7 separate regions of the Mus musculus genome follow, and regions 2, 3, 4, 5, 6 and 7 are each linked to region 1. A link is a contact called in public promoter capture Hi-C data. All regions are on one chromosome and are shown on one strand. The core of a region is the stretch at or near the end of the contact, and the rest is flanking DNA. Distances in the headings are between cores, read along the strand shown.

Region 1 (4,389 bases), core at 659-3,158:
ACACCTTCGTAATGTGCTGTCCAGCACTTCCCCACAATACTCTGAGGTAGCCATAAGTATGGCGGCGGCTCCAGTAATTGATTCTGGTTCAAATCAGCTTCCCGTTATTAAATGTATAAGTCGGCAAGTTAATCTTCCGGTTTACAGTGGCTGTTAAGAGTCTATGCATGGACCTTGGTAGCTCTACCAAGCTAGGCTCAGCTACCTGTCTTCAATTTGTCAAAAAGACAAGCAAGACAAAGCAGTGAAAGCGGTTTACTCAATATGGTCACACTAGGAAGAGGAGTAAGTAAAGGGGTTCAACCACTAACACGACGTTCAGAATATTTTAAAGGTCATGAGATGTGCATAAGTAAGGAGTCCTGGTAGCTACAATCATAAGTAGCCCCACTCATCACAGTCAGGACTGTGTGAAATCCTGCCCTAACTCTCCCACTGGCCAAGGCCCTAGTCCTTTCCTTGTTCTCAGCAGAAGACTCCTATCACAATTCCAATCCTTTGAGTCCATTGTCTCAACACTCTTATAGCTGAAGGGGATGGCATAAACACATACTCTCCTGCAATAACATGTGTACATTTCTTCCTAATATAGCCATACACAGCTCATTCTATAGTGTGATTCGAATTGTGTTTGGTACATCTTACACTAAAAACAGTTAATAAAAAGTTATTTAAATATTAAAATTAGGGCTAGAGAGATGGCTCAGCATTTAAGACCACTTGCTCTTGCTGATGACCCTGGTTCATTTTCCAGCCAGCACTCACATGGTAGCTCATAAACCATGCATTATTCCAGTTCCAGGGGATCTGACATCCTCCTAGAGTGCGCGCGCACACACCACGTGCACATATATGCTGATAAAACACCCATACATAGAAAATAAGTCTAAGAAAAAAAACTTAAATATTTGAATGACACTGGTGGGATTTTTTGTCTTAAAATTTTAATTTAAAATAAGCTGCAGAAATTCTGCAAATTCTGAAAACAGGAATTAGTGAATTCAGAATACATAATTGCCATCCTCAGACCCTAACTCTAGAATTTAACAGCCAATCCAAGTTCTTCTCCAGACCAGAGAATTCTAGTACTCACTTCCCATGTGAGGGTTTTTGTTATATACATGTGTGTATGTGTATAGTATATATATATGTGTGTGTGTGTGTGTGTGTGTGTGTGTGTGTGTATTATATACTTATTATTGTGTATGCCTGTCAGAAGACAACTTTTACGGTTAGTTCTCTCTTTCCGCTTTTGACATTGGTCTCAGAGATCAAATTCAGGTCGCGAGGTTTTATTTAGCAAGAAGCACTCTTTGCTCCTCACTCTCGACAGAAGCCATCTCGCCAGCCTACATACATTTTTTTTTTCAAGTAGGGAAAATATTGACTGTTCTTTTTTGTTTTTTGTTTTTTTTTCTGAATCTGTCTTCAGCCTAGAATCGCAATCAGAAAGGACAGAAATCCTTTCAACACGGTTTCCCCGCAGCTTTCTCCAGCAATAAGGCCACGCCGCCGCTGCCTATTCAAAGCTTCTCATAGTTTGCTGGCATGAGTGACAGCACCAAAGAGCCTTTGTAATTCTCCACTTCTCCGGCTTTTCAAGGTATTTAAAACCGAGTCCGCTGCATCTATCCTTGAGACACTACTCCTAACTCTTGATTTGAACAGCCGTGGAGAAAGAAAACAGAAGTTCAGAGCCGCAGTACCGGGCGCAGGGCACGGTTTCAATTCAGTGGGTACCGGAGCTGCTGCAGTCCCAAATTCCAGGAGCTGAAAAGGTAGTTGTCGGACGCGAAAGAGCCAGGGCGCAGGCGCGCTCAGGTTCCGCCCATTTCGGGAGGTCCGGTGCTTATTGGCCCGGAATCCCGGTGCAGCCCTATGAGGGGTAGTTACGTGCCTCGGGGCGTGGCTACGCCTCCCTGTCCTTGCTGGTGAGAGCGGTTTGTCTTGGCCTTGTGGTGTGCGGGGACCGCTTCTCCAGGTTGGTATCCGGCGGTTGGCTTGCCGACCTCTCAGCATCTCGGCCCACTCTCCTTCCCTAGGAGACCGTGGGACCGAATCGGCCATCGCCGAGTGCTCGGCCCCGGAAGCTCCGGCTTGAGGGTCCAGTCACCGGAAGTGCCGCCCTGGGCGGCGGAGTAAGCGTTCAGCGGGTCCTCGAGGTCCTTGGCCGTGAGAGGGGTCCGGGCCAGGCGCGGCGCCCTTCTTGTCGCTGTCAACGAAAAGTTGGGAGGAGAAACCTGTGAGACTGTCCTGGAGGTAGTAATGGAGCCAGGCTCGAATGCAGTCTGGAGCCTTCCTGAATGTCTAGACAACCATGGGCACTGGGGGGACCCTCCCCCAGCCTTAAGGGCGGAGATTAGTTGAGTTCCCCGGAATCTGCAGAATCTGTTTGCTCAAAGCATTCCATAGTCATTTATTTTTAGCAGCCTTGGTCCTGTGTAACATTGCATTCATGAATCGTATTCCTACAGGTTTTAGTGCACGAGGAATGAATCCTTGATCTCAGAAGTTGAAATAATAATGCGCCTATCAGTCACCTGAGCGTTTGAGGTAGAGGTAGGAGGATAGGGAATTAAAAGCCAGTTTAAGCTGCCTAGCGATTTTGAAGCTAGCCTAAGCTACGTGAGACTCTCCCCGTCTTAACAGCAAGAAAAACAAGGCCCAGGGCTTTGTTCTGAACTTAAAAATCTCTCAGCTAGAAGAATTCTTGTTATTTTGTGTAGAGCAGGTCAGAAAGAAACGGCTTCTTGAAGGAGGAACGGAAACATTAGAATGAGCAAAATTTTGCTGAAGGATGATGTCAGGATTGGAGAGTGCATGGGACATTATTTAAATGGCCTACTGTTAAAAGGAAAAATGTAAGCTTTGCAGTCATGCTCATTCAACATTGCTGCTTTTTTCCTCTAGGAGAGGGAAGAATTAAATATTATGAGTACTTCTGGATTAGAGACCTTGTGGATCTGAAAAAAATAAATCGTTGGGTTCTTGTTAAGGTAAGTGGCATACATCTGTTTCTATATAAATGTGAATTTTGGAGTAGGGATGGGACAAGAAAGAAGGTAAAACATACTTGGGAAAAGGAAAAGGGTCTTTCTGGTGACTAACATAGTGGCCCTTTGATAACCTTTCAGTACACCTATTTTTCTAACAGGCATACACAGCAGATTTGCAACAATTGTCCTTCTTTTGATTTACCATACAAAGAAGGCAGTGTGCCCAATGCTCAGACAGGCTCTAGGATGGATATTTAAACCTGGCTCTGTTACTTAACTGCCTGTGAGTTCTTGTGTAATTAGGTAACTGTCATAGCAACAGGTTTTCTATCAGTAAGATGGTGGTAATATTTGATTTTACAGTGTTCTTGGGAGGATTAAATGTCCATAATCCATGTAATCAATGAAAATTGAGGCAACCCCTGGTCTGAGGCTGTACAGCAAGTATGGTTTTTAAGACAATACGTTAAATACTTACTGTTTGATCATCCCATATATCCTTTAACCGAAAAGAATCTTGAGCTCTGAAGTTTTGTTGCTTAGCCTGTCTATTTGAACTTTTGTCTGCTCTTCGCTTATGAAATGGAGTCTGGTGTTGCTCGTGAAAAAAACAAAACAAAACAAAAACCAGAAGTCCTCCCTTCCTAGGAGGGGTAAAGGAAGCATGTTAGAGACAGTAGCCTGGAGTAAGGATTTGGAGGATGGGTTTGTGTTTGCCAGATGCACATTGGAGACCCAAGGATAATGATACTCCTTTTTCAGTCTGAGACTTGGCTACTTGTTGTTTTTTTAATTGTTTAACAGATGCATTCTAAATGTTACAGATATTGCAGTAACCAAAAGACAAAACCCTAACCATAGTAGATGTTATGCTCTAGTAGGAGAGACAGACAAGGGAACGTACATAAAGTACATCTCTTAATGTTGGATAGTGATGCTGTAAGGTGGTGTGAAGGGCCATGAAGGTGTGTTGCTTTTTTAGGTAGTAAGTTTCAGGCTACTTAAATCGGATAATGGAGAAAGCTACATTGAGGAACAGTGGTTCCTCTACCTAAAGTAGAGGATTTTCTACCTAAAGTAGAAAAACAACATATTTTGAGGTGCCTGAGAGGATGAAAATGGCAAACATTCCATAGTATGGAGGGCAGTAAAACTTTGGATTTTATTGTAAATGTGTGGGAAGTATCATATTCTGTTTTGAAGACTGACAGCCAGATCATATTTTATTTGCATACGAAAATTGTTTCCTGGTTTAAAATTGGTTTTCTGTTTGTTTTTCTTGTGCATCATAATTTCTTGGCTACTGAGAGCAGTTGTGATGTCTTGGGCTGGTAGTTTAATAAGATAATCTGATTCATTTCCCAAACTATGAGCAAACTCAGTTAAATAGCTG
Region 2 (4,389 bases), core at 1,089-3,588, 2.0 Mb after region 1:
CCATATGATCCAGTTATACCACTGCTGAACATTATCCAAATGACTCCAGGTAAACATAACACAGTGATAATTACATATCAATGTTTATTACATCACTATTCACAATAGCTAAGTTCTTAGACTAAACTAGCCATCCATTCAACAGAGAAATAGGTTTAAAATGTGATAGATAGATAGATAGATAGATAGATAGAATTTTTCAGCTGTAAAGAAAAAGTTATATCAAAAGTTATAGGAGATGAATATAATTGGTGATAATCGTACTAAGCAAATGAATTCACATTCAGAAAGACAAATATTGCATGCTTTCATTTGTAGTTCCTAGATTTCATATAGATAAATAAGACCACGCGTACTTATGACACAAAAATAGAAGCAATGCTGTCTATAGTAGTGCTTTCAACCTGTGGGTCATGACCTCTTTGGGACCTCTTTCACCAAGTTCACATATCAGATATACTACATATCACATATTTATATTATGATTCATAACATCTAAGTTACAGCTATGAAGTAGCAATGAGAATAATTCTGTGGCTGGGATCACCACAACATGATGTCTCTTTGTGTGTGTGAACCACTGGGTTTAATTGTGTTTACTTGCATGACCATGAGTGGGGCTGTTTTGTTTTGTGAGGATGGCTCTCACCCTGTAATCCAGAACTCCAAGCTGGCCTGGAACTTGGAGCTGTAACTTGAAGTGGCTCTTCCTCCTCAGCTTCCCACATGCTGGGATCATAGGAATGAGCCAATTTCTCTGGCTTTCAACTATCTATCCTTAATAAATAAAGCCTTTCTGTTTCTGTTGAGGTCTCTTTTATATTTTCTTGCTACTGTAATGATTATCTTTTAAGGTGATGTTTTCTTATTTGTGTTTGTTATAAAAATGTAACTATCAATATCAATTTTGAAATTTTAGTAGCTTTGCTAAATTTGCTAATTATAAGTTGAAGATTAAATTATCTTGGCTTTTTCTATAAAGGGCATTCAGAATGGTCCTGAAAACTGTTATATGTTGCCGGGCGTGGTGGCGCATGACTTTAATCCCAGCACTCTGGAAGCAGAGGCAGGCAGATTTCTGAGTTTGAGGCCAGCCTGGTGTACAGAGTGAGTTCCAGGACATCCAGAGCTACACAGAGAAACCCTGTCTCGGAAAACAAAAACAAAAACAAAAACAAAAATACTGTTATATATTTATAATTAATAGTTTAATTTCCTCTCACTTTTATTTTCCCTTTTCATGCAGTTTCTAAACAAACATTTTCTTATGCATTTCCCTAGGGCTTCTTTATGACGATAGAGAACATATAATTTTCCTTTTTCTTGACATCACAGAGATTTCAGGAAGGCTATATAGGAGCTCATTCTTTTGCTATCTTCCCTTAGTTGTCCTTGGAAAAAACAAATTTTGAAAGTCTCTTGGTGCTAGAGTCATCTTTCCTGGATAATGTAGCTACCACCTGTGATCCAAGATGCTTTTCTTTATAAAGAATAGAGACCATCACTAAAAACCCAATTGGATACAGAACAAAGACTGACAGATCATGGTGGTCCCAACCCCAACAGATACATCCACATCATGTCTCCTGCATCTATGGCTCAGAGGACATGGAGGAAGAGGAGGCAAAAAAAAAATTGTAAGAAATCTAGGATGTCAGCTGTGAAACAGCCTCCAAGAAATGGCTGCATACACAAGACTGAAACAATTGCAGTATCAATAGACAATATCAATATCAATGGAAGGGGGTAAAATTTCACAGGGTGCCACCCCAAACCAAAGAACTACTGGCAACTATTGACTGCTGGGAAATGGAGAATTAGTCTCTCCCTAAGATGAGCCCTCTTATTAGCTGTCCAATGCAGTCTTGAAACCTTGAAATCATATGCACACAAATAACATATAAAAACAAAAACTTAGCCAGTGGAATATGTACATATATAGATACAGATATCTCTATATCTGTATAGATATAGATATATACTTGTTCATGCACATACATATATACAACATATATACATATACACAAACACACATGAATGTAGCAATAACAAAGAAAAGAGGCTATCAGCTTGAGAGTGAGAGGGTAGGAGAAAAGACTAGGGGGAGGAAGGAAAGTGATGTAATTCTACTTCAGTTAAAATTTTTTTCTTTTTAAAAGTCTTTTTACGAGGCAACCAAGAGGACGGAAAAAACTGGAGGAAGTAAAGGGAGGAGAGAAAATGTTGCATTGCTACTTCAGCTAAAAGAATTTCTTTTTAAAAGTCTTTTTACGAAGCAACCACTAAGAGGAGGGAGAAGGGGGGGATCATAGAGTGTCGCTGGTGCCTAGAGAAGCCGGAAGTGCTCTGTGCCCCGCCCCCCGGGGTCGGACTTTCGACACTTTTGTGACTGCGGGGTGCTACGAGGTGCTGCGTTCGCGGGTGGGTTTGGGTCCCGTCCTGTTACCGTCCTCCCGCAGGGGTCGGCTGCTTGTGGGGGTTGGGGGTGGGACAAAACATCTTCCTCCGCGGCCTAGTGGCGCCGAGAAGATAAACTCGGTGGCCACTTGGGCCGAGCGCCCGACAGGGCCTCGGGCGCCTCGCCTCAGGCCGGTTCCGGGTGTCTGGTCAGTCTCAGGGCGTTTGGCGATGGGATTCTCGGGTCTTGTACTTAAGCTTTGAAAATGGGAGACGTCACAGTTTTGCTTTTCCTGGAGACAAGGTCAGTTCCAAGGTCTTTATTCTGGGGTACTGGAAGAGAGCCAGAACTTTGGAATCGGGTTGCTTGGTCGAATCTGGCCTCAGCTCCTTTGTGACTTCTCCCCCCAGTCCCTTAACCTTTCTGTGTTTTGCTATTTTAGGGGATAATGATGTCGCCTAACTTACTGGATTGTTGTGAGGAATAAATGGCTTCATTTGTGCAAAGGTGCTTAAAATAGTACCAGGCACGGGGTAATCTGCACAGTGTAAAGATAGCTGTTATTATTCCTGTTGCTTTTCCTAACTAGGACAGCACTTTCTCTTCATCGATCAGCCTTGGTACTGGCTGTTGTCTTTTGAATGTTAGTACTATTTATCAGTTCTCTTTATAATGAATGATTTCTGTATTTTAGGAGGGAAAATAGAACATTCTGGAAAAGAGCCTATCCCACAGCAAAGAGTAAAAGTGGTTTGTGTAGTGTCTTGTAATGGTCAGGCTCACAGAGGTTTAAAATCCTGGGGATGCCTTTTTTTTTTTTTTTTTTTTTTTTTGGTGGGAGGAGGAGCTTGAGAAACAGGAGGAGCGTCTAACCGCGAAGGATTAGGACCCTGTTGTAAGCAGACATTGCTGCCGACCTGCCAGCTTTCTGACCCTCAGCGAGATTCCTCTCCAGTGTGAGAACCACACGGACGGCTGATAGTTAGAAGTGATGATAGGTAGATTGGCGATAGATTAGAGATAAGTCGATCTGATCCTGAGTTCCCACTAACACCCTTTGTTCTTTTTGCAGGTTTTTAAAGCTAATATTGACCATACACAGTTTGCCATGGTCATTGAGTTGATGCCTCTTGTGGTCTTTGAAAGTCCTTTCATCTTCCTTCTTTTTCTTAAGGAATTGGATCTTTAACCTCCTGAGGGTATACAGGGATCCCTGAAGCATTCTTTTCTCTATTTGTAACTTAACAAAAAACAAAAACAAAAACAAAACCCTTGTCTTTGGTTTACTTATTTGGCAAACGCCTGTGTTGGTAAACAGTCTTCTGATCCTGTACCTTTGTACTCTGCCCAGCTGGTGAGACTCCAGATAGGCAAGCTGACAAAACGTGAGTGTGTGAAGCCGTTATTAAGAATGTATCAGTGTTCATTTTTCTAGCCTCAGCTCTACTCTTCTTCCTTGATCCCAACAAAATGCTTTGGCCTGTACTCAGGAAAGAAAGAAGATAAGGTTTTGTTTACTATTTAAAATGACATTAGTAAAGATTTGAATGTGAATCAGAGAGAAACTCCATCTCACCTGCAGTAGTAGGCCCACCATTCAGCCATAAATCTTATAGTCCTCTTCAGTCATGCTTTTCCTGCCTTTCCCCCATCCGTCCTTACCAGCCTCCCTTTTCCTTCCTTTTCCTGCTCTCCTTCCCCTGTCTTTCTTTCATTCTTTTTACAGCTAACTAGAGGCCAAGACAACAGATCCCTTCATCTGCAGGTACAGCAATGTGCTATAAAGTAGGAGCTTTAATTTAGACATACTATCATGAACAGAATTGATAGTAATTCCTTAATATTGCATTCATGCTTTCCTGATTGACCCAAAAGTATCTTTTTACAGTTAGAGCATACTATATTTAAACTACATAGTACGTATAGAATTGCTGTCCCTTGTAATCTATGATAGTCCACCTTCCTTTTGCTTCCTCTTTAAAAATAACATT
Region 3 (4,389 bases), core at 529-3,028, 1.9 Mb after region 1:
TGAGAAGAACCTCTCTTGGACCTTTTGCCCACACTTTGCATGTGATAGTTGCAACTTCAGCAGTCATATGGCCTTAAAAACTGATGGCATGGACCAAGGTTAGGTCCTCAACACCACCCAAAATAACAGTGTTAGCGTGTGATCAGTCTCCTTCATGTTTAACTCCGATCCACACCAAACGTGCATGTAACAGGCATTGTAACCCTTGTAATTCCTAAGCCTCAGAAGAAACACAGTCTTAGAACATGCTTTACATCTCTACTGTGGAACATCCTTTTATGCATCACTGTTTGTGTGAAAGTGATGTTCCTTTTCTGGCCTTTCTCTTAGCTTCTCCTTTTACTTCCAAACAGCATGGCCCTTAAAAATTAGAGAACTATCAAAATTTTAAATGCACATTATTCTTCGTCAGTTTGTGTGTGTAATATTTACTCAACAAATATATTTAAAGCAACATAAAAACATAATTATTGATAGTGTAAAGAGAATACTTTTCTATGGAAATAATGATATTGACAGTATTGTAAACAGTCTGTAAAGTGTTAATAAAGTTTCAAAGTAATTTTTGAATAAAATTAAAGCTATAAAAAGAAAGTAAAGATTTTTAAATGGTGTTTCCTACAGCATTACTTAATAAAGAATATAACTAAACCTGCATTATTGAGGATAGTTAAGTAAATTATTGTACCCTATACAACGGAATATTGTTGGGATGTTTATGCTTATGGGTCTGGGAGAGGCTCGGTTGGTAAAATGCCTATGACAGTGGTAGGGATGGTAGTATAGAGCTATAATCCCCCTGGGGGTGGGGGATCCCCAGAGCTTGCTGGCAGCCAATGTAGCTGCATCAGTGAGCCCCAAGATTCAGTAAGAGACCTTGTCTAAAAAATAAAGTTGAAGAGTTATAGAGAAAAGCCTCAGGAATCGACCTCTGGCCTCCATACCCACATGCACATGTGGATGTTCATAAACACTCAAAACAACAATATTTTTCAGCTGCTATAGAAAAAGGATTGCTGTCTTAGCCAAATAATAAAGTGCAAACTTACATTTTGATTTCCGTAAGTGCTTCAAAAGCTATTATTCTCGATGAACAAAACGTTCCCAAATGTCCTGAGAATTTATAAGACATCTCTAGGAAGGTTGTGGTGGTAGATCCGCCAGTAAGTGCTTGCCAACACACCTGAGTTCAATCCTTGAGACCCACAAAGCAAGAGAGCTCCAAGTTGTCATATGATCTCCCAGTCGAATACACAGGAAGTAAATATGGTTAACTTTTGAATTCAAGCTACCTGGGATTTTGCACGCATATAAAATCTGTATACTCACCTTAGGGCTTTGTTGGGTATTTACCCAACTGACTGTCCGCACAAGACCCTGTAAAGGCCAACTCAGCTTTGTCTTTATGGAAGACAGTCTAGGAAAATTTTTCTTTTGTGGTGCTGGGGACCGAACCCAGTAAGTATGTCAAGCAAGAGCGCTCCCTCAGGTACATCCTACAGGGTTTTTTGGTTTTTTTTTTTTTTTTTTTTGTTGTTGTTGTTGTTGAAATGATTTACGGAAATGAGCGCGTGTTTGGTTTCTTCGAAACTACCAGGAGAGGTGCGGGTCAGGAAAACCACGACCTGGCTCCACCGGTGCACCAGAGATTGTCACCAGGCTTCTAAGGAGCACAACGCTTGCCGGAAGTTGCCAGTGAGTCTCCAGCTCCAACTACAGGAAGTGCCCCCTCGGTGCCCAGCTCCGTCTGCAGGAAGTGCCCCCTGTCCTTCATCCCTTTGGACTCCTTCCCGCCGACCTTCATCGTCGCGGGCTCGGAGACTAACAGCAAGAACCGCCAGGCTGTGGCGCTCTGGCCTCTTGGCTCTGGTCGCAGGCTTTTTTCATGAGCTTCGGCACATCCTCACGTCCTCGTAGCACACGTTCCCTAAACTTTTAAGCAGCAAATAGACACCCTTAGCTGCTGGGCGCTGGCGTATATAATTTTAGCGTAGATCTGGGCAGGTTAGAGCCCTGGCGAAGGCACTACAGGTACATCTATTACGTTCGTCCGGTCTTTGTTGGGTATCAGGTACGTGCTGCGATTCTAGTTTATGTAGAGGTCTGCCAGGAGCAGGGGTGGCTGTGCAGTGATCTGCAATAGAAGCTGGAGAACGGAGTACGTGCACCCAGAGGTGCACACCCGGTTGCCACCTGTGTGGCTCAGTTTTCCCATTCCTATTTTAGGTTCGAGGGTAGCCACGATAGATTATGCAGGTACAGAGCAGGTCTTGTGTCAGTAGGAATTTACATTGGAAGGATAGACCAATACAGAGCAGGAAAAAAAACTGTCACCCTGAATTCGAGGAACTGGGAAGTCCATGGTTTTTTTAGTAGGTAGGAACTAACTTCTTTTATTCTAGGATTAACTTTACTCATGGAAAATAATTAGGTGCTTAATATACTTGGTGGTAAACTAAACGGGAGACGCAGGTAAGATTGGATTCTGGGAGTTTGAAGTTAGCCCAAGGAGAAGTTTCTGATGGTTGCCATGGTTTTGTACGTGCGTGTGCGTGTGCGTGTGCGTGTGTGTGTGTGTGTGTAATGGCAGTCTGACCTCAAAGGACGCTAGAAGTTTGTCCTCACCAGCAAGCAAGCAAAGTTTCCTCTCTGAACACCGTTTGCAGCTCTCTAATTCGGTGCAGATGGATGGTTCCTATATGCTGTGTATACAAGACACAAGACTGGTTCCCACTTTCAACATCAGTTCTAAGTTCCACTTTATTTTACCTATGCTTCTGACCCACTGGCTGGAAATCAGGGTTTTTACTAACTGCTCCCAGAGCTCAGATCCCACAGAACTCAGGAAACATGCTTACTGACGTGTTACAAAGCGTATTGCAAAGGATTCAGGTGAAGCAGGGATAGATATCCCTGTGTTTACGAATAAGGGGTGTGGTACTTCTATGCCCTCTGTGGAGGCATCAGTCTCCAACTGTTTGGAAGCTCCACATCCTGCCTTTTGAATTTTGATGGAGACATTATTATATAGACCTAGTTAATTGAATAACTGTTCGGTGGTCATCCATTTAACTTACAGCTTATCCCATCCAAAGGAGTTTTATTTTGTTTTGTTTTGTTTGTTTTTAAAGCAACATGGCTCTAAGAACACCCACACTATTATGTAACCACCACAATGAATTGAGATCTGCAAGCTAACTCAGGGGTTATTCCTGGATAGTAAACATTTCTAGATGCTATAGAAGAGCTACTGTATTCCTGGATTAATTTAGAAAACCACAAATGACAGCATTTTAGCATTGCTGTTCTTCACTTAAAATATTTTATACATCTTTCACATTAGTACATGTGCTGTTCCTTTTCATTTGTATTTAATAAATACATGTTCTGCCAGTGTATAATTCTTATATACTTTCATAGCTGGCCTCTTACTAATGAACTTCCAGCACTGTAAAATTATCCTTTATTTACCTGATTTAATTGTCTCCAAGGCTTATTACCTCAATCTGCTAACTTAGGCCTTGTCCTGAACATTTCTAGCTTCCATACAACCTAATCTAGGTCTAGAATGTTTTCAGCCTCTGAGACTTGCTGCTAACTAAGCTTACTCTTTCTAGTTCATTCTGATCTCTAGCTGGTTGGCCAATTCAGCTGTTCTGACTCAAATTCCTCCCCATGCCAACTGATTCAATCTGGCTTCTCTCCTCTTCTGAATTGCTCGGTTTGGCCTCATAATCACTTTGAAAATTTGTTCTAATATTTTGGCTCCTTCTCTGACTTGCTCTGTCTTCACCTGTGTCTAGCTTGTTCTGTCTTTAACCTGTCTCTGTAAAGCTCTCATGGTAAAATTGCCTCTCTCATTTTTCTCTCTGTGGGCACTGCTTTCTTAAGTAGCTTCCCTTTTCTCTCTCTTCTCATGAGAGTTGGGCAGATCTTATTCTGTCAAGTCTTTCTCTAATTCCTCACTTTGTCTGCCTCTCAATTTAGATATCACTGTTTGTTTGTTTGTAGAACATTAATTTAATATTTTCAACTGTTAATATTCAACAAACAGAATAGTTATTAAGATATATTTCCTTGTTATGTCTCCCTTTTCATTTCTGATTTTATTAATTTGGATACTGTCTCTGTGCCCTCTGGTTAGTCTGGCTAAAAGTTTATCTATCTTGTTGATTTTCTCAAAGAACCAGCTCCTGGTTTTGTTGATTCTTTGCATAGTTCTTTTTGTTTCTATTTGGTTGATTTCAGCCCCAAGTTTGATTATTTCCTGCCATCTACTCCTCCTGGGTGTACCTGCTTCCTTTTGTTCTAAAGCCTTCAGGTGTGCTGTCAAGCTCTTAGTGTAAGCTCTCTGCAGTATCTTTTTGGAGGCACTCAGAGCTATGAGTT
Region 4 (4,389 bases), core at 1,138-3,637, 1.9 Mb after region 1:
GTCAGAGCCGAGTGTGGTAACACGTTTATAATCCAAACAGTTGAGAGGTAGAGGTTGGAGGATCAGGAATTCAAGGTCAGCATTGGCTACCTAGAGAATGTGAAGTCAGTCTGGATTACCTGAGACTTTAGACATCTCAACAACAACAACAACAACAACAACAACAACAACAACAACAAAGCAAAACCAGAGGGCTGAAGAAATGGCTCAGCAGTTAAGAGTACTTGATGCTCTTCTGAAAAACCTGAGTTTGGCTCCCAGCACCCACATCAGGCAAGTTGCAACTACCTGTAACTGCAGTTATTGGGACTCCAACATCCTCTTCTGTATATACAAATGGTATGTACTCACACAGATACATATAAATCACTAAAATCCTTTTTAAAAGACAAACAAACAAGAAAACAGGCACAGCTTCAGCAAAACATCATTTCTAAATTCTGACTTACCTTATTTTGGGAGTTTTTCAGATGAGCCCTGCCTGCTACATTGTAGTGCCTGCTTCCATTTTTCAGATTAGGGAACTATTATTTTACGTGAAAGTTTGCTGTTTTAAATTATGGGGTGTAGCCGGGCAATGGTGCACACCTTTAATCCCAGCACTTGGGAGGCAGAGGCAGGCAGATATCTGAGTATGCGGCCAGCCTGATCTACAGAGTGAGTTCCAGAAAAGCCAGGGCTACGCAGAGAAACCCTGTTTCGAAAAAACAAATAAACAAAAACAAAAAAGTTATGGGATGTAAAGTACCTTCAGAAGGTAACTGCAAGTGGCGGATTTCTGAAGAAATGTCCTTAAAGAGAAACCTTGTAAACTAGTGAATCTATGTTTCTGGAGCAGAAGTCTGCGAACATAATGCTCTGGAATTCACTTAGCTCAGAAACTTAAACTCAAACTTTAGTTCCAGAAGTAATTTAGGTTTTGCTTCCAATAGAGAGGAACAGGATTGTTTGCTAAGTCGCCAGCAACTGAACCTTTGGCAAGGCATACTCTAAGCAGTTACCCAACACTCTTTGATGCAGAATCTCATGATTACTTGGGTTTTCTTAGTTGCTGGGACTGCAGATCTGCAGCAGCACCAGGCAGCTGTCAAGTCCCATCGAGGCAGGTAGTTGGAGTAAAGGCAATAGGAATCCTTCACTAACTCAGCAGAAAAGATGGAGACAGGAATGGAAAAGGAATGGTGAGCCATGCGGTGGTAAACATATGACTCTAAGAAAAGATCTAACAAAAATCTAAAGGAAGAGATGTCTGTGTTCCATAGTTCTACTCCACTGGGCAAAACTGAAAGACGCAACCCAAATTTAGATTAAAATCAATAAATTTATTCTTACTGATAGTAAGATGGACTCAATCTTATGACCAAATTGGGAAACATAGAGGGCAATGGGAAGCATAAAGGTGGACATTACAATTATCTCCCTTATATGAAATCCGCAGCTGTGTGGGAAATTTGCTTTGCTCCCTTACACAGAGATAGAGAAAACGGCTCGTCCCTTTTCCCACAGGGAAAGAGGGTTACAAAAGCCAATTATCTCGTATCAGGCGCCCCATTCTTTCGTTCTTATCTCGCAGCAGTAGCTTCATTCTGTGGAGGATGCAGGCTGCTAGGAACTCATGCGAATCAACAGCTATTTTAAGCGATGCCTGGTCCAGAGTTAAGTTTTCTTATCCATCACAGTTCTGCTTATGAAAACCTTTAATCTTGGTGCTTGAGTGGTGCCTAGCAAGTTCCAAGCCAGCATATGCACCACTTAAAAATAAGCAAATAGAAACTTTATATGCCCCAGTACAGGGGAATGCCAAGAAGCGGGAGTGGGTGGGTAGGGGAGCAGGGCGGGGGGAGGGTATAGGGAACTTTCGGGATAGCATTTGAAATTTGAAATGTATATAACGAAAATATTAAAAAAAAAAAAAAAAAAAAAAAAAAAAAAAAAGCAAAGCAAATAGCCTTAAGGTGGTGGCCAGCACTTTTAATCCCAGTACCCGGGATGCAGAGGCCTGTGAATCTCTTGAGTTCCAAGCCAGCGTGGTCTACAGAGGGAGTTTCAGGACAGACAGCCAGGACTACACAGAGAAAACCTGTATCGAAAAAATAAAAAGCACAGCAATACAGACAGACAGCAGGACTCATTAATGATAATTCCTTTTGTTTCCCCTGGGGCTCAAGGTGGGGAATGTAAATAGTGAGAAGTGAAGTGACTGTCCACGCCCCAGAGGTTGAAGAGGGCTCTTGCGCAGGCTCTGGGCTGCTTCCCGCTTCCATCGGAGGCTCAGCGCCACGGTTCGGACTAGGGCTGCACCGGGCTACGCCCCGGAATTGACCCGCCTACAGCCCGCCCGTCTCTAGTGCGCCTGCGCTGTGTGCGGGTTGTGCGGGAGCTGCGTGCTCTCTGTGTTGTGACTTCTGGAATAACCGCCACCGCGGTGGTTGATTGAAGGCGGACCATGTCGCCTGTATCCCGATCTCGCCCTAATGAGGACACTCTGGGCTCTCAGAAACGACGACGTTTCTCGGAGAGCCCACCGTCGGCGTTACAGACTAGCCGATCACCTCGGGGAGGCGGTTTCGGCTCTCTCCTCAGCGGTCCTGAGGGGCTCCAGCCTCCGCGGGGTGCTCAGGGCGTCCGGCCACTGCATCCCATCAGCCGCCCCAGGTCTGGAGAACGACCGCTACCGCTGGGGATCCGTACGCTTGCCTGCTCTTCCTCTCCCATCTGTGGTGGATACCGTTACCACCACAACTATGCGGGAGATCCTTCGTGGGCTGAGGACCAGGAGAAGGAAAAGGAGGAGAGTTATAGGCAAAGGAGGCTGAAGGAAAGAGAGAGGATTGGAGAGCTGGGAGCGCCTGAGGTATGGGGACTGTCACCCAAGATTCCTGAGCCAGATTCTGATGAACATACACCAGCTGAAGATGAGGTGAAGAATCAGAAGAGTAGCAGTTCAGATTTCACCAATGAAGAAAAAAGGACAAAGACCAGTCATTCAACAAAGAAAAAAAGAAAGAAAAAGCCTTCCAAAAGGAAGCATAAAAAATATTATGACAGCAGTTCAGACTGTCATTCTAGCTCTGATAGTGATAAAAAGAAAGTTAAAACCAAGAAGAAAGAGAAGAAAAAGAAACATCGGGCAAAACAGCTCAAGAAGAAGAGGACTAAAAAAGAATACAATGACATAAGCTGCAAAGCTTCAGAAAGGGACTTGCCAGAAGATGCGTGGATGGAACAGTCGATGAGTGCAGAGAGCATGGATTTAATAGGCCCAGAAGCACCTGTGATACACACCTCTCAAGATGAGAAACCTTTGAATTATGGCCATGCTCTGCTTCCTGGTGAAGGTGCAGCAATGGCTGAATATGTAAAAGCCGGGAAGCGTATCCCACGAAGAGGTGAAATTGGGTTGACAAGTGAAGAGATTGCCTCATTTGAATGTTCAGGTTACGTCATGAGTGGTAGCAGGCATCGCCGAATGGAGGCTGTAAGACTGCGTAAAGAGAACCAGATTTACAGTGCTGATGAGAAACGAGCCCTTGCATCCTTTAACCAAGAAGAGAGGCGGAAGAGAGAAAATAAGATCCTAGCCAGCTTTCGAGAAATGGTGTACAGAAAGACAAAAGGGAAAGATGACAAGTGACAACCTGTTTGTTTCACTGTGGGACGTTTAACAACAAAGGCTTTGTATGGCCAAAGTAATAGTAAATGGTTTTACCATTTACCAGTGCTATTGTACCTACTGTGTTAGTAAAAAGCACTTTTTGAGATGTCATTAAAATTTTTTACAAACATTGCAGAAAAATGACTAAAAAGTTGAATGTCACTTCAGTCCATGATTTACCTCCCTAAAAAAAAAAAAAGTCTCTGTATCCTTCCATGGTTTTTGTGCATATACAAGTTTGTATTTTGCAAAATAGAAGTTAGTACTACTAAACTGAAAAGTGCCTAGTCCCCCATCTGCTACGGTGATTTCCCCCTAACCCCGTCAGGAGGATTTTAATTTTTGGAGTCATTTGTCCCCGGACAAAAAGAACGTAAGAGCAATGCCCAAGAAGCTGAACGTTTTGGAACTATTTGGATCCAGTGGGCAGTGTTCTTCTGACTGTAGTTAGCAGACTTGTTTAAGGAGATGGAATTTTGTAACTGGAAAGTCTGGGAAACTGTTTCTAGCAGGATGTTAATACACCTTGAACTTTTTCCCACCATCCTTTTCTATGGCTCTGTTTTCTTTAAAGTGGTTTCCCTTTTAAAACAAAAGAGCTGCCAAATCTCTTGAAAGAACATTTCTTTTTGAAGGGACTGGGCATTTTCCACTTTGAACCAATGCTGTTTCTTCATAAGATGAAAGTAGCACCAAATGCTGTATGTTGTAAAAGTGAGATAGGAGTGCTCTTC
Region 5 (4,389 bases), core at 1,076-3,575, 1.8 Mb after region 1:
AAGAAATTGTTAAGTTAGCCAGACACAGTGAGTCGCACCTGTAATCCCAACACTTGGGAGGTCAAGGTAGAAGTATGTGAAGAGTTCAAGGTCATCCTCAGAAACATAGGTTGAAGGCAGTTTGGACTTTATGAAACCTGTCAAGAAGAAAAACTAAATCATCAAATTAGTTTTGGTTTGTGATTAAGACAGAATTCCCAGCAATATCTGAAATGACCACAACCATACTTGTGCTACTTTGTACTACATGCTTTTACAAAGTGGAATTCCCAGTATTGTCAATTATAAAATCAAAATATTGCTCTAACTACAGAATCTTACATTCTAACCACAGAATCTTACATCAAAACAGCAACTGGCCCTGATAGAATCTTTAATCTTCCCTCTGGAATTTCAGAGGGAAATTCCAAGCCTCTGTCTTCAGCACTGCTTCCAACATTCTTGTCTTCCAAGCTCCTACAGAACACTGAGGTTTCAACAATCAATGGTCCTTCTAGCCCAAATGTCCAGTCCTTCCACATTTCTCCCCCTAAACATAATCAGGTCTGTCACAGCAATACCCTATACCCAGTACCAATTTGTATAGGGTTGTATTGCTATGATGAAACACCATGACCAAAAAGCAAATTGGAGAGGAAAGGGTTTATTTGGCTTACACTTCTAGATCATAGTCCATCATTGGAGGAAGTCAGGACAGGGACTCAAGCAGACCTGGAGTCAGGAGTAGATGCAGAGGCTATGGAGAAGGCTGTTTACTGTCTTGCTTCCCCTGCTTTGTCCAGCCTTCGCTCTTATAGAACCAGGACTATCATCCATGGATGGCATCACCCAGAATAGACTGTGCCCTCCTCCATTGATCACCAATTGAAAAAATGACCTACAGCTGGATCTCATGGAGGCATCTTCTCAACTGAGGCTCTTTCCTCTCTGATGAATCTAATTTATGTCAAGTTGACACACAGAACCAGCCAGTACATGTAATAAATGCAGAAAAACCTTCATTCAACAAGAACATCTTGTTGGAAATTATAGAACACACACTGAAGTCCTATAAACATAGAGTATGGGAAAGATCTCAGTGGGCACAGAGGTGTTATTAAACATCAGAGAATCCATATAGGCTAAAACCCTATGGGTACATAAAGTGTGGAAAGCCTGTATAAGTTAGGCTCTAACTAGGTATCAGAGAATTTATAGAGTAAATTAGTTCTACTAAAAAGAGAACAGTACCAAAAATTACTTAGTGCTCAGGATTAATAGACAGAATCTACCTTAGAGACCACGAGTGCCCATAATGTGGGCAAAACTTCAATCATCATTTAAAAACTTGAATCAAAGAATATGAGTCAAATATTCTTTTATTTCTAATTTAGTTGTTTTGAAAGAGGAATCAACTTCAGAAGGCTTTAACCTATTTGTATTGACTTACATTTATAATACCAATTTTATAATCCCAAATTTATAATCACTTGATTTATGCTTTTAATCCCAACACTTGGGAAGGTGAGGCAGGAAGTTTGCCCTGCGGCCAGCTAGGGCTACAGAGAGACTTGATCTAAACTAGCAAAACAACAAAATGTAACCCTGTCTATTGTGTTCACTTGTGACCCAAGCTTGGCAATTCCTGGCTGAATATGACTTCTCCCTTCTGTTCTAGTTCTTTGCTTGTCCATTCGTTTATATGACACTAGGTAAGACATTCACATGTCCTCTGCCTCATTTCCTCGAGATGAGAATGAGATTCACCAACTCTATCTCAACAAGTTGAAACAGATAAAAGTTGTCTTTGACATTAAAAAGTAAACCAATGTTCATTGTTTTCCACCAATTTTCTATTTAAATTTTAAGTTAGGGGTCTGGTTATTTTGTAGACGTTTTGTTGTTTCCAACCATAAGTATCTGGAGGATGAGAACACTCATAGTCAAAGAGAAAGCAATGGTCAGTAGGAACTTTATAAATATACTACTGTTCCTAGGAACTACAAAGGTTTAAATTCTTCAATACGCAGTGAAAGTTGGGAATTTGGAGTAATCATGAAGCATTAATGGGAAAGCACAAGGTAACTAAGAAGAATAAAGAGAAATCCGTTAAGTATACTCCTGAGCCCAGCGCAGGCCTCTGGATCTGTGATCAGCCACCCAACTCTTAAACTTGTCACCTGAAGCCCGAGGCTGGCCAGACAAAAGCTTAGGTGACTTAAAGCTATGTCACTCCTCAGGATGTCCCGCATAGCCGCCCTCCACCTGGTGTAGCTGAGGGCGCTCGGTCCTTTTGCTGGCCTACCATAGAGCTGTCAGACCTCCGAGCTTCCTAGAGAGCTTCCGGAAGTGGCTGTGGGGCAAGATGCGTGCTGCCCGGCTCTGCGGCTCCAAGGGTTTGGAACTTAGCGGCTGCAGGGGTCCCGCTCGGGTTCGGTGTCCGTCGCGTCTCCTCGCGCGCTTCCCTGTCCGCGCTGTGCCGCCTCCCGCCCTCGGGCAGCGTGGGGAGCTCTCGGTGAGTGCGCTGGGCCGAGCAGGGGCGCTCGGGCAGCGGAGGCCCGAGAGCGGGGAGCGGGTCGGTTCAGGGCCTGCCGCCGCTGAGCAGGCCGACACCCGGCCCCAACTTCCTACGGGATGGCTCTCCTCATCGCCAGTCATCATGTATATAATTTTGCACTCGCTCTTACTTGTAAAGCCGGCCCGTGTACCAACTGTTTCTACTCAGCAGTTTTGCCGATCGGTCTCAAAATTCATTTTTAAAGATAATAATTTTTTTCTTTTGAAGCCTCTACCCCACGTGGAAATCTTTGATTTTTTTTTTTTTTGTTACTCTTTTTTTTTTTTTTCTACCCATAAAAGAAGTATATTATGAAAGTAGTTCATGTAATGGCTGAACAGTTGTATGCAAAAGAAATACTTTAAGTAATTCTGGGGTAACAAAATTAAACCTTATTCAGAATACTTTGCTTACCTAGTTTATTAAAGCTAACTGAAATAGAATCTTGAAAATTCGGTAGGTTCCCATTCCCAAAACTCGGGTCATTCATGAGTAATCTCTGTTGGATTTCTAAGACGTTGACCACCACTTGACCACATACTTCTATTTGTCCGATTCACTTAAGTATTGCTATGCAGCAATCATCATTTTAGTGAATGTGCACGTTTTGAGTTCCTTGTGGTTAAATATAAAAATGTCAGTCTTAAAAGCATTCATCAAAGCAACTTCCTTGAGAAGCCCATAGCCACGCTTGTGCGTCTGGCCCTCTCCTGAGTGCCTTTCTCCTAACCCTCATGCTCAAGCCTTATTAAAATAACTTTTAAAATCTCCAAAACAAACAAACAAAATGAATGAATGCCATTTCAGATAACTACAAAGCATGTTTGTTTCATCTACTTCTTCTTAATCTCTAAAACCTGGAGATTATCATTCCTGGTTTGTATTCGGTTCTCAGACATCTCTCAAGTTTAATTAATCAGAAAGGAAAGTACATCTCCTGCATCTCTTGAGAAGCCAGTATTTGAGTTGTGCCTTCCTTAGTTTTCAAGGCTTTAACATTTTCGATCCCGAATAAGCCTAAGATTGTTGCCTTTCCGTTCATAAGGCAATCATCCTGACCAGATGTTCTTCAAGGATGGTGTGTAGGGATCAGTGTTTCTCTGTAGGTACTTTCCAACACTGCAATGTGTATGCACAAAATTATTAGAGAGGAGAATGAAATGGCCATGTATGTTGGTGCATGCCCGTAATTAATTGCATGCTGTACTAGGGTTGGGAAATCACCAGTTTGAAAACAACCTTAGAGAATTTTGTTTTGTTTGGGGAGGATAGGTAAGGTCCACTCATGCCACAGTACCGTAGTGGAGGTCAGAGGACAATTGCAGGAGTCTGTCTTCTCCTTCCACCTTGTGGGTTCTGGGAAAGTAAACTCGGGTTGTCAGGCTCAGCAGTGGGCACCTTTATCTCCTGAACGGTCCCTCAGAGCCCCGTGTCTTTTTAACAGTACACCAGTCATATTGGATTGAGGACCTATCTTATTTCAGTTATAACTTCATGTTAATTTGATTATATCTATCTACAGTCTGCAAATAGGGTACATTTATAAGCATCTTTTTTGAAGACAGTAACATGAATGATGAGAAGCTTAACCAAAGTCAAGGAGAAGTCACCACTGCAGCCTTAGCAAGGGATATATATATAAACAAGAACAGAAACCATTAGTGTATGTATTCCCCACAAAGAAACAGGGACATCAAAGTGAGCTCTTTGGACCTGGAGCCTCTACTCTTAAAACAAATCTAGACACATTCTATGTTGTGTTGTAAATATAGCGCTCTAATGTTCTTTAATTCTATCAAGATAAAATTTTGATGAGTATGAAATTAAGAGAGCAAAACGTTTTTACAACCAAT
Region 6 (4,389 bases), core at 1,065-3,564, 1.6 Mb after region 1:
AATACTATAAAATATCTACAATTAATATACAGAATTAATGCAATACCTATGAAACTGTCCATGTCACATTTTACAAGCTTAGAAAAAATAATGCAAAAATCCAATAGAAACAAAAAAGAGCCAAAGCAATTGTAATGAGTAAGAAGAACGCTAATGTCATCACCTTACCTCAAGTTGTACATAGAGCTATAGTGATAGAGACAGCCTGGTGCTGGAATTAAAAACAACAACAACAACAACAACAACAACAACAAAAAGCAGAAAATCCAGTGGAATAGAATAGAGGACCTAGAAATAAAAAGGCAAAGCTATACCCACCTAATTTTTGTCCTAAAGTGGGAAAAACATGCTTTGGGGAAAGCCTGGCCAACATTGCTGGTAGAACTGGATTTCTGACTGTGGAAGACTGGAAATGAATTTGTATCTTTCATCTTGTGAAAAACTCAGTTCAAAATGGGTCAAAGCCCTGAAACATTTAAACTTTTAGAAGAACACAAAGGGAATGCCCCTGAAGATACTGTGGTAGGGAAAAATTTTTAAATAGAATAAAAACAGCACAGGATCTAAGGTCAAGTTTCAACAGATGGTATAACATGAAAAGTTTCTCTACTGCAAAGCAAACAATCAGAACAGCAAATGGACAACCTACAAAATGGGATCAAATCTAGGCTAGCTCTGTATAAGACTGGAGATTATGTCCAGGATTTACAAAGAACTCAGGAAGTGAATGCTAGAAAAATGAAGCTGCTGATCAGCACATAACTTGAATCAATAGTTTTCAAAACAAAGGTAAGTGGTCAGTGACTATTGTTAAGTGCTCAACAATAATCCAAGACATCAGGGATATGCAAATTAAAACTATTTAATGTGTGAAGTGGTTTGAGATACCACTTCAGTTAGGATGAAAGCCATCAACAAATGTTGGCAAGGATGTGGAGGGAACTCTGATTTACTGGTATTGGGGTGCGGGGTGGGGTACAAATCAATACAGCCACTGTGGAAATCAGTTCGGATATTCTCAAAAAATTAAAAATAGAACTCCAATATGACAAAGTTATTTTAAACCTGAGCATATATTCAAAGAATATAGAGAATCATAGAGATATTTTTTTACCTCAATGTTAATTACTGCTTTATTCACAATAACAAAGAATTGGAATCAACCTAGTTGCCCATCTACAGAGAAATGGATAATGAAAAATTTGTTAATCAAGCAAACATACATAAATATTACTCATCTCTAAAGAAAAATGAAGTCATAAAACATGCAGGAAAATACATGGAATTAGAATGTGTATTAAGCAAAACCACATGCTCTCTCCCATGTGGAACAGACTAAACGCAAGCATTGGACAACTTAAATTGTTTCTATTGACATTTATGTGGAAGTGTAAACGTAGTAACAGTGTACCTTCATTAACTGTTGACTCTTGGCCGTTTTATGATTTATTAATTAAAGTTTTATGGCTTATAAAAACTCAATTCAGAAATTCACACCTCCCCCATATTGGCAGTTTTATTCAGAATTTTATTGCATCCGAGACAGCATAGTTTATAAAGCCAGATCAACCTCATTCTACACAACTGAATGTACAAATCCTGAACTTAAGTGGTCTGTCGCAAGGTATGAAATGACTTAAGTAGGGAAGCATCCTTAAGAGGTGGAAGCAGAAAAATGGGCAAGTATAATAAAACTGCCTAGAACAAATAAAAAGAGTGAAACCATGTGAACACCTAGTGAACTCACCACTTGACAGGACTATTCAGCTTTCCTAGCATTGTTCCGCATGCAAATTAAGCACATACATGTTCGTTCTGATTGGACAACCTGTTACGAGCCGTTTTCACTCCAGTTCTCAGTTAACAAGCGTCAGCTCTTCTGTAAAAGATGTGGTGGTCCTGAAAAGGACCTTTAGGGAAATATAGTGTAAGCGAGCAGCTTAGCCGCCGAACCCGTAGAGGGTGCGGCCCTGGCGCTTGAGCGCGTAGACCACGTCCATGGCGGTGACGGTCTTGCGCTTGGCGTGCTCCGTGTAGGTGACGGCGTCGCGGATCACGTTCTCCAGGAACACCTTCAGCACACCGCGGGTCTCCTCGTAGATGAGGCCGGAGATGCGCTTCACTCCCCCGCGCCGGGCCAGGCGGCGGATGGCGGGCTTCGTGATGCCCTGGATGTTGTCGCGCAGCACTTTGCGGTGGCGCTTAGCGCCACCTTTACCGAGCCCTTTCCCGCCCTTACCTCTGCCAGACATGACTGCACTCAGGACAGCTCAGAACAGAGATGCTGACCGGGAGCCTGAGCGCCGTCTTTTTATACTGTAGCGGGCGGACCGAAATGAGAACCTGCAGGGAGGAGGCGGGAAGTTGCGCCCGCGGCCGTGGGGGAGGGGAAGACTTACCAAAAAGAAAAAGGGCGCCTTTTGTTTCCCTGTCTGTGCTTTCTGAGGGAACTAGCTCCTCACGCCCTTTTAAGAGTTTGGAGAATCGAGCGCACAATCAGTACACTGATTGCACAAAATACAGAAAGCCAAGCGGCCCCTTAACAACCGGTAACCCCGTCCAGAGAGGACACTGCAGGCGGCTGCTAAGGCGCTTTGGTGCTCAGTACACACTTTCCACCGTGCAAACCGTGCTCTGAATTACCTTGTGTTCCTTCTCTATTGTAACCGCATTTCAATTTTTTTTTTTAGTTCAAACTTCCAAAAGGCCATTTTAATATGTTTATAAGAATTTATAGAAACCTTTAAGCCGATTTCAGTTCACAGTTTGCTTGGACCCCTGCTCACACCACACAATCTGGGAAACCCTGTCTGCTGTCCTTCCCTCAACCCCATATGCTTGGAGAAAACTTCAGGCTAACATGTCATCACCCTCACCTAAGAGTTTCTGGCAACCAACCCTGGCTTGGAAAAGGGCAAGACAGGGTCTAAACACTATCTCAGTCGCCCTTGGGGTGCCTACTTCAAAATTTATCCAAAGTGGGCTGGAATCCAAAATGCCTGACTTTCCTTTGTTCTTTGGTCTGCCCTCAGTACACGCTGACCCGTCTGGATGGCCACTAGAGGGCACTCTTGACTATAACATCCTTCGTGATCTTGAAATTTTCTGCTGGTTTAAGAATGGTCTGGACTCCCTTTGTTCACGTTTTGGGGGAACTGAATTCTTGTCCCTCCGTCTGTAGTGCTCGATGGCTTAGGCCAAGGTTGCAGCATTTTCAGACATACAGGGACTCAGACCTCGAGCAACCGTCATCTGAATCACTGGGTCTCCACCCCTTCTCTTCTTCTCTCCCCCTCCTACACACTAAGTGCTTTGTCTAGTGGACAGCCTTCTTCTCTGCACCCAGGCCTTTCTCCTATTCCACCTAATCCTTTCCCAATCCCACCCCACCTCCCCCACCCCCCCCCCCCAAAAATCACATACTCTGCTTACTGAAGTCTTCTTGCCTATACCAATGCCTTCTGTCTTCCCCTCTGAGCTAAAGGCCATGCACAATTAGCCTCTTCCCCTTACCCACCTTCTTCCCCTCCTCCCTGCTCCTCCTTCTTCTTTACAGGTTCCACTTATAGGTTAACCCTCTCCCCTTTATCCACTTCCACCCTCCCTGCCTACTCTGCTTCCTGCCTCTACTTCGTTGCTGACACCCACACCCTGGCCCCATCCACACTGGCCTACTACCCCTGGAATCTCCCCTGTAGCCTCTTATACAGGGTCCCACCAAACCTGTGCTCCCTTCTGCCCTCTCCAGGAAGCAGTTGGAGTTGAGGGTGTTGTTGAGTTCATGTTCCTTTTCCTCCTCAAGACCTCCCCAGATTGAAAAACTGCTAGGATCCTTCTCTGTCAACCGGTCTGCCAGTGTTAAGGCGTTCCGGTCCCTTCGCCAGTCATTAACATGAGGCACGACCTTTATATCATCCAGGCCTCCACTCTCACTCTCACACAGTGTGAATGTGTGCCAGCCAGCAAGCAGACCAGACCCATCTAGTGGACGATTGATAGTGCTGTGCTTGTGAGTCAAGTTGACAAGGAGCAATTGTGTTGCTTTTGTGTGTCAGCTTGACACAAGCTAGAGTCATCAGAAAGGAAGTGGCTTCAGTTGAGAAAATGCCTCCATAGGATAGAGCTGTAAGGCATTTTCTCAATTAGTGATAGGTTGGGGAGGGCCCAGACCATTCTGTGTGGTGTCATCCCTGGGCTGGTAGTCCTGGGTTCTATAAGAAGGCAGGCTTAGCAATCCATGAGAAGCAAGCCAGTAAGCAGCACCCCTCCATGGCTTCTTCATTAGCTCCTGCCCTCAGCCCTGCTTGAGTTCCTGTCCTGACTTCCTCCAATGATGGACTGTGATCTGGGTGTGTAAGCCAAATAAACACCCTTCCCCCCAACTTGTGT
Region 7 (4,389 bases), core at 859-3,358, 1.5 Mb after region 1:
GAGAAAATGCCACTGAGCCTCCACTATGGTCTATGGGGATTTAGCTGGAGTCACCAGGCAAGGAAGATGACTTTGGTGACACCAGAAGCAGTGACAAGAGCAACATATTTCTTTTTTTTTCCCTCTCTACTTAATGGTCAAATAGGTCAAAGAAGAAATAAAGAAAAACATCAAAGACATTCTAGAAGGCACAACATACTTCTTTTTTTTTTGGTTTTTCGAGACAGGGTTTCTCTGTATAACCCTGGCTGTCCTGGAACTCACTCTGTAGACCAGGCTGGCCTCGAACTCAGAAATCTGCCTGCCTCTGCCTCCCAAGTGTTGGGATTAAAGGCGTGCACCACCACTGCCCCACTAACATACCAAAATTTATGGGACACAATGAAATCAGTGCTAAGAGGAAAAATCATAGCATTAAGTGCCTTCATTTAAAAAAATGAAGATTTCTCATAATAACAATTTAAATGTAACCTGAAAGTTCTGGGGAAAAAAAAAAAAGAAGCAAACACACCCGTTGCAGGAAATATTAAAAAATCGACCAGCATGTTTCCGCCCTTGTGCCGCAACTCTCGGGCCCCTGAGTGGTCCTGAGAGCTCTGTCTCTAGTTAGCCCCCTCAGCAACAGATTGCTGTGTTCCCAGCTCTGGTTTGCTTGACTCTGGAGCTGATAGTTCCCTCTCTGCCATAAACTCCTGTAGTCAGTGGTCCCACATTTCAGTAACAGAGTAAGTCAAAACTCTTGAAGCTTATAATTAACTAGTTAGATTTATATATCAATAAATTCTCAATACACAAGATGCCAATACAATAATTTCAGAGTCAATTGGTAATGATAAAATCTGCCCACCTAGATTAGACAAATTATTCCAATATTCTAACCTTTATGAGGTCATGACTACCAATGGCTGGTTAAAGCCACTCTGGTTCACAACTCCGCCTCCACCTTGACCTTCCTCCTTCTGAGACACTCTGTCTCTGCAACTCCTAGCTCAGCCTTCCTTCCCCCTGTCTAATCACAGGCTTCCTGCTGCACTAATATTTTAATCTGATCGGACAGGGAAAATTCTGTCACAGATTAAGTTGCAAGGGTCTGAAAAACACCGAAGGAAGGAAGACCCCAGACTCAGATTTGCATATACAAAGACAAAGAGCGTTTATTCTGCAGAAACAGCTAGCATGTCAGGATTTCCATTGTTTCCAAGTGACAACCTCCACAGCACATCGAGTTCCTTTTAAAACAGGACTGCTTAGTTGTTTCTGAGAAAACAGCAGACTTCTAAAATTTAGGGCATATTCCATCATAAACCGAATGTTGTAAAGAAGATATGTACCACAGGACCCCAGGTGCAAAAACAGGGGCTAAGATATTGACTGAGTTTGTCAAAACTTCAATGACAGCTTAGTTATAGTCTAAAAATTTTCCACGACTGCAAGCTACTAACAAATGGTGAAAGTTTAGCCAGATAATTGCTCTTAGTGTATGCGCACATAGGCATTCTCTGTTATAACCTCCTATTCAATTTTTGATTGAATTTATGTGCAGACCTGCAGTGTTTTGTTTTGTTTTGTTTTTTCCATGAGAACACATGCTCTGAGTCTTACAAGTACTGAGAATAAAGGGCAGAGATAACTCCCTCTCCCCTTTTCTCCTGGAGATTTCAATTTAGCGAAGTGCAATTCCCTGCCAAGACTTTACCTAGCCTCCAGCTACTTTGAGATTCTTACTGGAGGCTGCAGAAGGCAGCCTTAAGGTCAAGTGGATCAGTGGCAGACTGCAGAAGCAGAATCTTCCCCCCAGTAGAGATAGCAAATGGCTTAAATGGTCCTAGGCTTAGTTTTTGAATGGGATATGAAAAATGAACTCCTCAAAAATACAATCATATGAATAACCACATCAAATGTAAATGGAGCAGAGGATTCAAACCCAGAGATTGTTGAACTGGATTATAAAATAAAGCAGAAAGAAGGAGCCAATTATAGTTTGCTTCAGAAAGCACCCTAAGAGCCCAGATGTGGTGGTGTGGTTGGGGCCGGTAAGACCCATAGAATAGAAAAACAGAAACAGCTGCACAGTCTGGCACTGTCCTTGAGCATACAGCTCTCACACCTCCCTCCCTCCTTAATAAGCCTTTCAGAGACCTTGAAGGAGGGACAAAGAGTCTGCTGCATGGTTTAGTCCCTGACAAAATGCTTATGTGAGATGTTCCTACATGCTCCAAGCAGCCCTCCTTTCCTCCACATCCATGCCATCTTTAGAATCCTACTTTAAGGTTTTAAAACAACTAAAAGCTTACCATATTCAGCAGACAAAGAAGCAGAAGCCACATAAAAAGCACCATTTTGCTGTACTCACTGTAAGTTTTCTTTACAAACCATACTTCACCTGACCCTGTGCATGCACATTAAAGCCGTTTTAACGTTCTGTCTTTAGAGTTCTGTCTCTTTGATCAGAATCCCACAATAGTATGTCCATCTCAAATCCCAGTACCTGGCAGACAGAGACAGGAAGAGTACTGCGAGTTCCAGGCAAGCCTAGGCTACAGAATCAGACCCTGTCTCCAAAGAGACATAGAAAAAGAAAGGAAGAAGGAAGTGAGGAGGGACAGACAGACAGAAAGACACAGAGTTACTGTGGAAGCTGAGAGAAGCAGGCCTGGTGGTGCCTGTAATCCCAGCTTCCTAGAGGCTAAGGTAGGAGATTGTAACAAATGCAAAGTCACCCTGGGCTATGAGGTGAGCTCCAGGCCAGCTTGGGATCCAGAAAGAAAGAACAAAGACTTGGAAATTTATTATTTGATTTTTGAGACAAAGTTTCAGTGTGTAGCCCAGGCTGACTAAGAATTAACCACAATCCTCCTTATTACTGGGGTTACAAGTGATCACCAACCACATGCCTGAATTAGACCACTGATCTCAAAAGCAGGGGGAGTAAGTAGAGGTTGGTGTAGACTGTGGCAAAGGAGAGATCCTGGGGACTCAGACAGAGACAGATAAAGAGCAGAGGGAATAGACATTTCACACGTGGTGCTGCTGAAACCAACAGGACTTTTAATAATTTGAAGGGTGTTAATAGGTGAGAGAAGTTGGATCTTACCACAGGCTTTAAGGAGGATTGTTGGTTGGGGAGTGTCCTAGTTACTGTTCTATTGCTGTGAAGAGATACCATGACCAAGGCAGCTTAGAGAAGAAAGCAATTAACTGCGGGCTTCCTTACAGTTTCAGAAGGAAAGCCCATGACTATCATGGAAGGAACCATGGCAGCAGGTAGCAAGACTTGGTGCTGAGGCAGTGGATAAGAGCTTACAGAGAGAGTGAGACTGGGCCTGACTTGGGCTTTTGAAACCTGCAAGCCCACTTCCAGTGACACACCTCCTTCAGTAAGGCCACATTTTCCTAATACTTCCTAAACAGTTCACCAACTGGGAACCAAACATTCAAATATATGAGTTTATGGGAGCAGTTCTCATTAAAACAAATACAGTGAGTTTAGCTTGTGACATACATGTCTGGGACTTGGTTGGAACTCCATCTCTAGTGTCTCAGGAACCACTGACTCCAAACACCCCACAGTGGAATGTTGTCATAATTAGAAAGTATGCTTGAGTGGTTTCTGTGTGATCATGATTAAGGTGTGGCACCAGGCAGTTTAAAATTTAGTTGTCTGTGTTTGATGGCCAAAGATCCTGAGCTTATGTGGAACTGTAGACTTCAGCCTCTGTGTTAGACATTAAAGGAAACACTACAGCAGACCACACGGACAGTGGACTGTGGCGAGTCTGGAGCATACCAGTGTTTGGAAGCCATTTTCTGCAATGTGGTTGTTTTCTTCTTCATCTCATTCCTAAAGTCCCTGCTTGGACTCCAGGTCAGAAGAGCTGGCCCTCAGCTTTTCCCTAACATTCTCTACCACTGTACTTCTTTTTAAATTTCTGTGTGGACTTCAAAACTCACCAGTTAAGTGAGTGTCCAATATTGACAATTAATCCTGGGCAGAATAAAGAAAGAAACAGACAGCTGGTGCAAGGCAGCTCTGGGCCTTCAGTGTCCTGTACTGGGGAGGCAGATGCCTCCGAGTATCAGGAGTTCAGGGCAGTCTCAGCTACTTAATAAATCTGAAACCAGCCTGGGTTACAAGAAAAAACACTTCTCAAAACAACAGACAAAAGAATCCCTGGAAGGCAGACCTTTCTGTTTGTAAATGATGCTTTGTCCTTCAGTACGGAGGGGCTGGATGAGAGTAAACAATACAGTAGGTCTGGAGTTGATCCTGGACCACAGACAGATGTTTGATCGAACAAAATCTGAGATCAGTCCTGGGCTACAGAAGCTAGCCTCAGCTATAGTGCAAGACAATGTCTCAGAAAGAAAAGAGAAGAGAAGATAGGAGGG

The links. Promoter capture Hi-C pulls out the DNA fragments that hold promoters and counts their contacts. Capture Hi-C pulls out chosen DNA fragments and counts their contacts.
Region 2: a contact with region 1 is called in a promoter capture Hi-C map of pre-B cells, with 8 times the contacts expected there. The contact joins the promoter of Zkscan3 here to the promoter of Zfp322a in region 1. A contact is called at or near these places in 11 of 39 promoter capture datasets (the 3T3-L1 cell line, the C10 cell line, cranial neural crest and 6 more), 3 of 484 Hi-C or Micro-C datasets (CD4 T cells, muscle stem cells and pre-megakaryocyte-erythroid progenitors), 2 of 115 datasets of contacts at active chromatin or transcription factors (astrocytes and microglia) and 4 of 9 other capture datasets (adipose tissue, liver, macrophages and 1 more).
Region 3: a contact with region 1 is called in a promoter capture Hi-C map of liver, with 6 times the contacts expected there. The contact joins the promoter of Pgbd1 here to the promoter of Zfp322a in region 1. A contact is called at or near these places in 7 of 39 promoter capture datasets (the 3T3-L1 cell line, cranial neural crest, frontonasal cranial neural crest and 4 more), 1 of 115 datasets of contacts at active chromatin or transcription factors (astrocytes) and 1 of 9 other capture datasets (liver).
Region 4: a promoter capture Hi-C map of liver shows a contact between it and region 1, with 6 times the contacts expected there. The contact joins the promoter of Nkapl here to the promoter of Zfp322a in region 1. A contact is called at or near these places in 7 of 39 promoter capture datasets (the 3T3-L1 cell line, cranial neural crest, hematopoietic stem and progenitor cells and 3 more), 2 of 115 datasets of contacts at active chromatin or transcription factors (astrocytes and fibro-adipogenic progenitors) and 3 of 9 other capture datasets (adipose tissue, macrophages and pancreatic islet).
Region 5: a promoter capture Hi-C map of pre-B cells shows a contact between it and region 1. The contact joins the promoter of Zkscan8 here to the promoter of Zfp322a in region 1. A contact is called at or near these places in 12 of 39 promoter capture datasets (the C10 cell line, the HPC-7 cell line, the SN4741 cell line and 7 more), 2 of 484 Hi-C or Micro-C datasets (pre-B cells and regulatory T cells), 1 of 115 datasets of contacts at active chromatin or transcription factors (astrocytes) and 3 of 9 other capture datasets (adipose tissue, liver and macrophages).
Region 6: a contact with region 1 is called in a promoter capture Hi-C map of pre-B cells. The contact joins the promoter of H4c11 here to the promoter of Zfp322a in region 1. A contact is called at or near these places in 10 of 39 promoter capture datasets (3T3-L1-derived adipocytes, the C10 cell line, cranial neural crest and 6 more), 2 of 115 datasets of contacts at active chromatin or transcription factors (embryonic forebrain and neural tube) and 2 of 9 other capture datasets (adipose tissue and macrophages).
Region 7: a promoter capture Hi-C map of liver shows a contact between it and region 1, with 6 times the contacts expected there. The contact joins the enhancer-like site here to the promoter of Zfp322a in region 1. A contact is called at or near these places in 12 of 39 promoter capture datasets (the C10 cell line, the HPC-7 cell line, the SN4741 cell line and 9 more), 2 of 115 datasets of contacts at active chromatin or transcription factors (the 230-238 cell line and stem cell-derived neural progenitor cells) and 3 of 9 other capture datasets (adipose tissue, liver and pancreatic islet).

The regions. Positions count from the first base shown.
Region 1 is chr13:23,366,727-23,371,115 of GRCm38.p6, reverse strand. It overlaps Zfp322a (zinc finger protein 322A), which reads left to right and starts at 1,908. Exons shown (of 5, transcript NM_001111107.2): 1 at 1,908-1,981; 2 at 2,911-2,996. The region is part of intron 3 of 4930586N03Rik (RIKEN cDNA 4930586N03 gene); the gene reads right to left.
Region 2 is chr13:21,400,704-21,405,092 of GRCm38.p6, reverse strand. It overlaps Zkscan3 (zinc finger with KRAB and SCAN domains 3), which reads left to right and starts at 2,338. Exons shown (of 6, transcript NM_001145778.2): 1 at 2,338-2,421.
Region 3 is chr13:21,438,442-21,442,830 of GRCm38.p6, reverse strand. It overlaps Pgbd1 (piggyBac transposable element derived 1), which reads left to right and starts at 1,778. Exons shown (of 5, transcript NM_001162920.1): 1 at 1,778-2,071. It overlaps Zscan26 (zinc finger and SCAN domain containing 26), which reads left to right. Exons shown (of 6, transcript NM_001347491.1): 6 at 1-651. It overlaps 4930470G03Rik (RIKEN cDNA 4930470G03 gene), which reads right to left and starts at 2,360. Exons shown (of 4, transcript NR_151504.1): 1 at 1,330-2,360; 2 at 1,050-1,195.
Region 4 is chr13:21,466,499-21,470,887 of GRCm38.p6, reverse strand. It overlaps Nkapl (NFKB activating protein-like), which reads left to right and starts at 2,387. Exons shown (of 1, transcript NM_025719.3): 1 at 2,387-3,841. The coding sequence starts at 2,447. The coding sequence ends at 3,634.
Region 5 is chr13:21,529,050-21,533,438 of GRCm38.p6, reverse strand. Zkscan8 (zinc finger with KRAB and SCAN domains 8) reads left to right here and starts at 2,325. Exons shown (of 6, transcript NM_139141.4): 1 at 2,325-2,494. It overlaps Gm32724 (a long non-coding RNA gene), which reads right to left and starts at 2,370. Exons shown (of 5, transcript XR_001780870.1): 1 at 2,285-2,370; 2 at 39-137.
Region 6 is chr13:21,732,959-21,737,347 of GRCm38.p6, reverse strand. H4c11 (H4 clustered histone 11) reads right to left here and starts at 2,314. Exons shown (of 1, transcript NM_178210.2): 1 at 1,892-2,314. The coding sequence starts at 2,252. The coding sequence ends at 1,941.
Region 7 is chr13:21,857,165-21,861,553 of GRCm38.p6, reverse strand. No RefSeq gene overlaps it. Among named protein-coding and RNA genes, the nearest start is that of n-TTagt4, 3.3 kb to the right of the region's middle. Within about 2 kb of position 2,108, at least 7 of the 459 cell types and tissues checked have an H3K27ac peak or open chromatin away from gene starts, as enhancers often do.